2 separate regions of the Mus musculus genome follow, and region 2 is linked to region 1. The links are chromatin contacts, called in public promoter capture Hi-C maps. All regions are on one chromosome and are shown on one strand. The core of a region is the stretch at or near the end of the contact, and the rest is flanking DNA. Distances in the headings are between cores, read along the strand shown.

Region 1 (2,968 bases), core at 451-2,950:
GACTTCTGCATGTGTACGGTAGCATGCATGTCCCTGTACTCATACGTATAAACATAGACACACAAACATACACACAAATAGAGAGACAAGCAGACATACATACATACATACATACATACATACACACACACACACACAGATGGAGACAGGCACACGCAGACACACACACAGAGGCAGAGAGATGGAGACAGGCAGACAGGCAGATAGACAGACAGACAGATACACAGACACACAGATGAAATAGATAGGTAGGTTGTAAGTAGGCAGACAGATCAATAATGAGAATAGATATATAACTCACAGGGAGAATTGTTAAGGTCTAAACCCCGTTACAACATAGCACTTAGTATAAAATGGCGGCTGGATAGCTATCACCAAACAGGATACCCACTTCCAACATTTCTGATGGCTGCCTGCCCTGAGCCCTAGCAGCCTTGGCCTCTTTCCCTTAGCATTCTTTCCCCTCACCCTTCACCATGCACCTCCCTGGATCCTTCCCCACGCTGGTCCCAGTTTTCTGGAGTTTCCATAGTGGCTCCCTGGAAAAGCTTGTCAAGATAGAAGCCTAAGTGAGCATCTAGCTGCAAGAGAGCCGAGGAGGGGAAGCGGTGGGGTTCCTAGATGACCAGCAGATAGAAAATCCTGTTGGGGGTGCATTCCACCTTTTCTGGGTGCTTGTATACAATGCTGTGAGCATCCGTCTTAATTAAGGTTTCTATTGCTGTGGTAAAACGACCCGAAACAATTTGAAGAGGAAAAGGTTTAATTTGTCTTACAATCTTCCAGTCACAACTCATCACTGAGGGCAGGAACCTAAGGTAGGAACTTAAGTAGAAGCCATGGAGGAACGCTGCTCACTGGCTTGCTCCCGTGACTTGGTCAGCCTGCTTTCTTATACAACCCAAGACCACGTGGCCAAGGTTGGCACCGCCCACAGTGGGCTGGACCTCCCATGTCAGTCATCCACCATGGAAACGCCTCACGGGTTTGCCTATGGGGGCATCTTCTTCGCAGATGACCCTAACTTGTGCCAAGTTGCTGTAAAACCTAGCCAGAAGGAAATCCAAGTTTCTCCCCAAGTTACCTCTGCGTGAACGAGCTGATGACTGCTGACTTAGTGTCCTGCTGTCTTTCCCTCCAGATCCCTTAACTAATTTTCTCTGTGCTGGTCCATCTTAGGCTATAAAGTCCTAGGGGTTAAGAACGAGATCTGTGAGGGGAGATGAGCAGTCCAGAGAGGATGCACCTCTACCTCTTCAAGCATGATGACACCCAAGGGAAAATCCCACAAGCACTTGGGATCACGGAAGGGATTTCTATACTGAATGAGAAACGCACCAGCTATGTGACCACCGCCATTCGAATGGGAATCTAGAACTACAGTCTCCAGCAGGCCAGGTCTGGGACTGGGGGTAGGTGGGTGTTTAAAATAGATCATCCAAAGAGGAACACATTAGTGCTCCTCACTTGAATAGAGAACCTGCCAAACTAGGTTCATCTTGCTGCGTCTGCTAGTGTGGCCTATTTTCCAGCTACAAATAGCAAGCATTACCTGTTTTAAACATCTGGCATGACCTGCCTGCTTAGTCACCTTCTCTTAGGCTTCAAACAGCTGTGGGGCCCCTCCCCCTCCCCCTCCTCCTCCTCTCTACCTCCTATCCATCTGTGATCCCTCCCTCCCCCCTTTCCTTCCTGGAAGGATCCAGCCACACCAGATCCACAAGTCCTGGTGTCTTTAAAAGGATCGGCCTGAGGGATACGGCTCATCTGGGCACTGTGACGTTCATCTTGATTGTGGTGGGAAGTCCAACGGCCGCTCTGCTGCAGGTGGCATCATGAAGGCCCGTGTTCCTTTTATAGTGGCTATGCTCTGTGGTCTAGCCTGGGCTGGTAAGTCATTCTCTGGTGGGCACGGGCGTAGGCTGGGTTGCCTAAAGAACAGAGTGCTGGGGCATAACAGGATGAATGATGTCCTAACCCAGTGGACCATTTGACCTGCCCTTGCTTGAGGTTGCAGGATCAGGCTCTGAAGTTGGCTAATGATGTGGAGGGATTGCAGAGCTGAGATCTTGGAGGATCAGCTCCAACATCACTAGAAAAACCAGACTCCATACTTGGATGAGGTTTTGTTTTCTTGGGGCTACTACATGGTTTGGAAGGGAAGGAGGTTGCTGAGTTGGGGTTACCTGGATGCCCTTGGTCACTCGCTCTTCAGCTGCCTGGTGATAGGTGGGAGTTAGGAGATGGGTGGGCTCAGGAGGAAACCAAAGCCCCTGACTCAGAGGTGAGCCCTGTCCTACTTGGGAAAGAACAAATGACTGGTTAGTGTGATGGGGTGGGGGTGGGGTTGCCCCAGGTTAGGGGAGCTGAAAGGTAGAGAAGGGATGGGCCTTGCATTTGCAGGTAGTGATGGAAGGAGATGGGGACTGGAAGAGGAAAGGGACACTGTCCTGTTCTGTAACTGTGCAAAAGCTGCTACTGCTGTGTTAATTAGCGACTAGTGGGTGGTAGGGAGGAGAGCCAAGGGAGGGAGCTGAGCTCCAGGAGAGTCAGAGTTCCTGCCATTCCAGCCTCCCAGGGTGTTCCTGCCTCGGACTCTGGACAGGATCTGATAAGTCAAGGCAGGAGGAGCAGTCGAGGGCTCAGCCCGTTGGGACTTGTTGGGTCTGTAGCATAAAGATTTCTAGGAGGAGCTGAATTTTGCGATCTTCCCCATCAGGGGACGCACAGAGAAACCCCAGGGGGATTCCTAAATAGGGAAGGCATGGAGGGGAAAAGCCATTCCCATGGCTCTCAACACTACAGGCATCTCTTCGAGGACTCAGCTCTGCCTAGGGCTGGAATGGAAGAGGAGGAAGGGAAAGAAGAAGAAAGAAGCCTATGTAAGCTCGGGACCTTACCTCAGGTCTGCCCACTGAGGGAATAGAGGAGAGCGTGTGGGACTAACTAGTGTAGGAGGATGGATGGT
Region 2 (3,089 bases), core at 239-2,738, 780 kb before region 1:
GGCTGAATGCCTCCCATTAGTCCCTCAGGAATGGTCTCTCGAGGGTGGTGGGGGTGGGTGGGTGGGTGGGGGTGGGTGGGTGGGTGGGGCAGTTCAACAGCTGATATTTGCTCCATCCCCAAGGCAGGGTGGCTTAGTACTGGTCTGGCACACAGAGGTCCAGAAGGTTCCTGGGGAGCTGTTGGTACCTAGTCTTGATGACAACTTATAAATACTGATTCTGACATCAGAGAGAATCATCCGTATCCCAGGCAAACAAACTCATGGCGAGAGGGAAGGCCAGAAGGAACAAAGGGGAGATAACGTCCTACCAAAACAACCTTTTTATCGGAGCTGCTACCAGGCCCACCCACAATCAGGGGAGGGCCTTCCCACACCAGTCAGATCAACTTCTTCAGAACATGTCTTCAGGCGAGGCTCCGTATTCGGTGATTCTAATCTGCGACAAGTTGACATTAAAACCAACCATAATATTTTTATTTTATAGATTCAGAATTAGCATCTATAGTAATATGTGCGTAAACTCGACACTGGTGGATTTATATAGGGAGAAGAGAGTAATTAGATTAAATTTTGAATAAGAATCTAATTCTGGAGCTGGAGAGATGGCTCAGTGGTTAAGAGCACTGGCTGCTTTTCCAGAGGTGCCCAGTTTCCCAGCAACCACAGGGTGGCTCACAACTATCTGTAATGTGATCTTTTGCTCTCTTCTGGCTTGCAAGCATACATGTAGGCGGAACATTGTATACATAATAAATAAATAAATAGGTCTTAAAAAAGAGAATCTAATCCTGTCAGTTAATAGTCAGATTGTTCTATGAGTGGACTAAATTCCTTTTATCACGGCACGTTTAGTCCTGTCATCAGGAGGCAGAGGTAGGCAGGTCTCTGAGTTCGAGGCAAATCTATTCTACAGAGCAAGTTCCAGGACAGCCAGGGCTACACAGAGAAACCGTTTCAAAAGCAAAAGCAAAAAAAAAAAAAAAAACCTAAACAAACAGAAAAATCTTTCACCTCCTCTAAGGCCAGGAAGCCTCACTTAAATTTCCATTTGTGGTAAACAATCACAAAGTAAGGATGTTGGAAGCGTGTTCATAACTCAAGGACTGCCTGTGCCTGTAGCTCAGAGGCAGAGCACACATGTGCCATGGGACTATCTATCCCTAACGCCGGGGAAGAAAGCAATGCGAGCCCACCCACGGAAGTACAGAATCCGCGTTCTCAAGACAATGTGCTGAGAAGCGGAAGTGCACAAAATGGGAACTGAGAGAGAAATGAAAAGCGTCTGCTTGTGCTTTAGAGAATGAATTCATTAACACCCCCCCCTCTTTATTTTAAATAAAAAATAAAACAGACTCTGGGCAAGTCCCACGCGATGCTGTATTCCAGGCTAGGGAAATAGGAAAGTAGCGCCTGGGCCAAAGGTGTCCAGTGCGGGAGCAGAGAACAGCCACAGGATAAATGTGCTTATATTCCCTGTACTATAATGGCTTTGCAGGAACTTGGAAAGCAAGAGAAAGCCCAGGGGAGTTACTCTGGATCTGGTTACTGAGTCTCTGGGACAAGGCAGATAGTGAAGTGTCCTGCTGACTGCGTAGGAGGCAGAAAAAATTAGCCTCCATTATAACCTATTCTTGAAAGCAAAGCTTACAGGTCCTGGGACCACAGAATCGGGGATAACACTTGCTAATGATCCAGGTGACCACTGGGACGCCTTTTATTATGGAGCCGATGCTGGTGAAACGTCAGAGACGGTTAATAAACACAACTCTACAATGCGGATAGTCTGAGAGTTAAGAGTGCGCCAGGCTTCCCATTGTAAACAGTTCCTCTAGGGACCATGGTGGATGTTCAGCACAACACATGGGGTCAGCAGGGGCTGGAAACAGTTGGCTTCTGTGGACCGTGCAGTGGCGTGCTCCCTCAATCCCCAGACCTGCCGCTGCTTGCATTGCAGGTACTGATGCTGCGTGGGACCGAGGCTGGCTGCTCCGACACACCTCTTTGTAAATGTGTCTACATTTCGGGTCTTGAACCACCCCTGCCCACCAAAGGCTTGGTTGCTTGGGAGATAAGTTGATGAACTATGGGCAAAACACAGCCCGACAGCGCCCCCGTGTGGTCTTCGCGGCATTTGGAGAAAGCCTGTATCGCAGAGTCTGTCATGTGGAGTGGGGGCATGTGAATGTGTGTGTGTGTGTGTGTGTGTGTGTGTGTGTGTGTGTGTGTGTGTGTGTGTGTGTGGTGTGTGTGTGTGTGTGTGTGTGTGTGGTGTGTGTGTGTGTGTGTGTGTGTGTGAGAACTGTCTTTGACTTTGGGTCAGTGCCCTTACGCAGTGCATCAAGAGCAATTCGTTTTCACCTTGGAAGATCAGCGATGGACATTTGTTGTATCATGTTATCCTAGGAATATTTATGTAGCATTACCCCAGGAATATTTATGTAGCCCTACTATTTTCTGTGGTTTGGAGACGGGGGGGTGGGGATTTGGTGTCCTGGGAAAGGCCCAAGGTGGTCACTTTGTATCATTATACCGATATCTATATAATTACACATTTCTGTTATCTATCATCTATTTATCTATCAATAATATCCATCTATCCCTACCATCTGTCTAACTACTATCTATCTATCTATCTATCTATCTATCTATTCTATCATCATTCTAGTTCCTCCTCCTCCTCCTCCTCCTCCTCCTCCTCCTCCTCCTCCTCCAAGACAGGGTTTCTCTGTGTAGCCCTGGCTGTCCTGGAACTTCCTCTGTAGAACAGGCTGGCCTCGAACTCAGAAATTCTCCTGCCTCTGTCTCCCAAGTGCTGGGATTAAAGGCGTGCACCACCACTGCTCTGCCATACCGTCAGCTTCTAACAGTGCTTTATGAAATGTTAGAAGTATGTTCCGGGGGATTAAATGGGAGTGTCTTTTCATATTCACTTCATATGAGTCTGCTGATAACAGAGGCCACTTTCCAAAGTGAAATGCAAGACTGAATGTTTACAAAAAAGAGTCTAGAAGCTTGCTTTACATTTTTTCTTTAAAAAAACATTTTTTTAAAGTTTATGTGTATGGATGTTTTGTGTGCATGTGTGC

The links. Promoter capture Hi-C pulls out the DNA fragments that hold promoters and counts their contacts.
Region 2: a contact with region 1 is called in a promoter capture Hi-C map of pre-B cells, with 2.4 times the contacts expected there. The contact joins the enhancer-like site here to the promoter of Endou in region 1. A contact is called at or near these places in 8 of 39 promoter capture datasets (the 3T3-L1 cell line, 3T3-L1-derived adipocytes, the HPC-7 cell line and 4 more).

What each region holds. Positions count from the first base shown.
Region 1 is chr15:97,730,137-97,733,104 of GRCm38.p6, reverse strand. Endou (endonuclease, polyU-specific) reads left to right here and starts at 1,700. Exons shown (of 10, transcript NM_001168693.1): 1 at 1,700-1,890. The coding sequence starts at 1,836.
Region 2 is chr15:98,509,655-98,512,743 of GRCm38.p6, reverse strand. No RefSeq gene overlaps it. Among named protein-coding and RNA genes, the nearest start is that of Snora34, 8.6 kb to the left of the region's middle. Within about 2 kb of position 1,488, at least 170 of the 459 cell types and tissues checked have an H3K27ac peak or open chromatin away from gene starts, as enhancers often do. A contact at or near this core is called in 3T3-L1-derived adipocytes, the HPC-7 cell line, hippocampal neurons and 1 more, where this site is marked.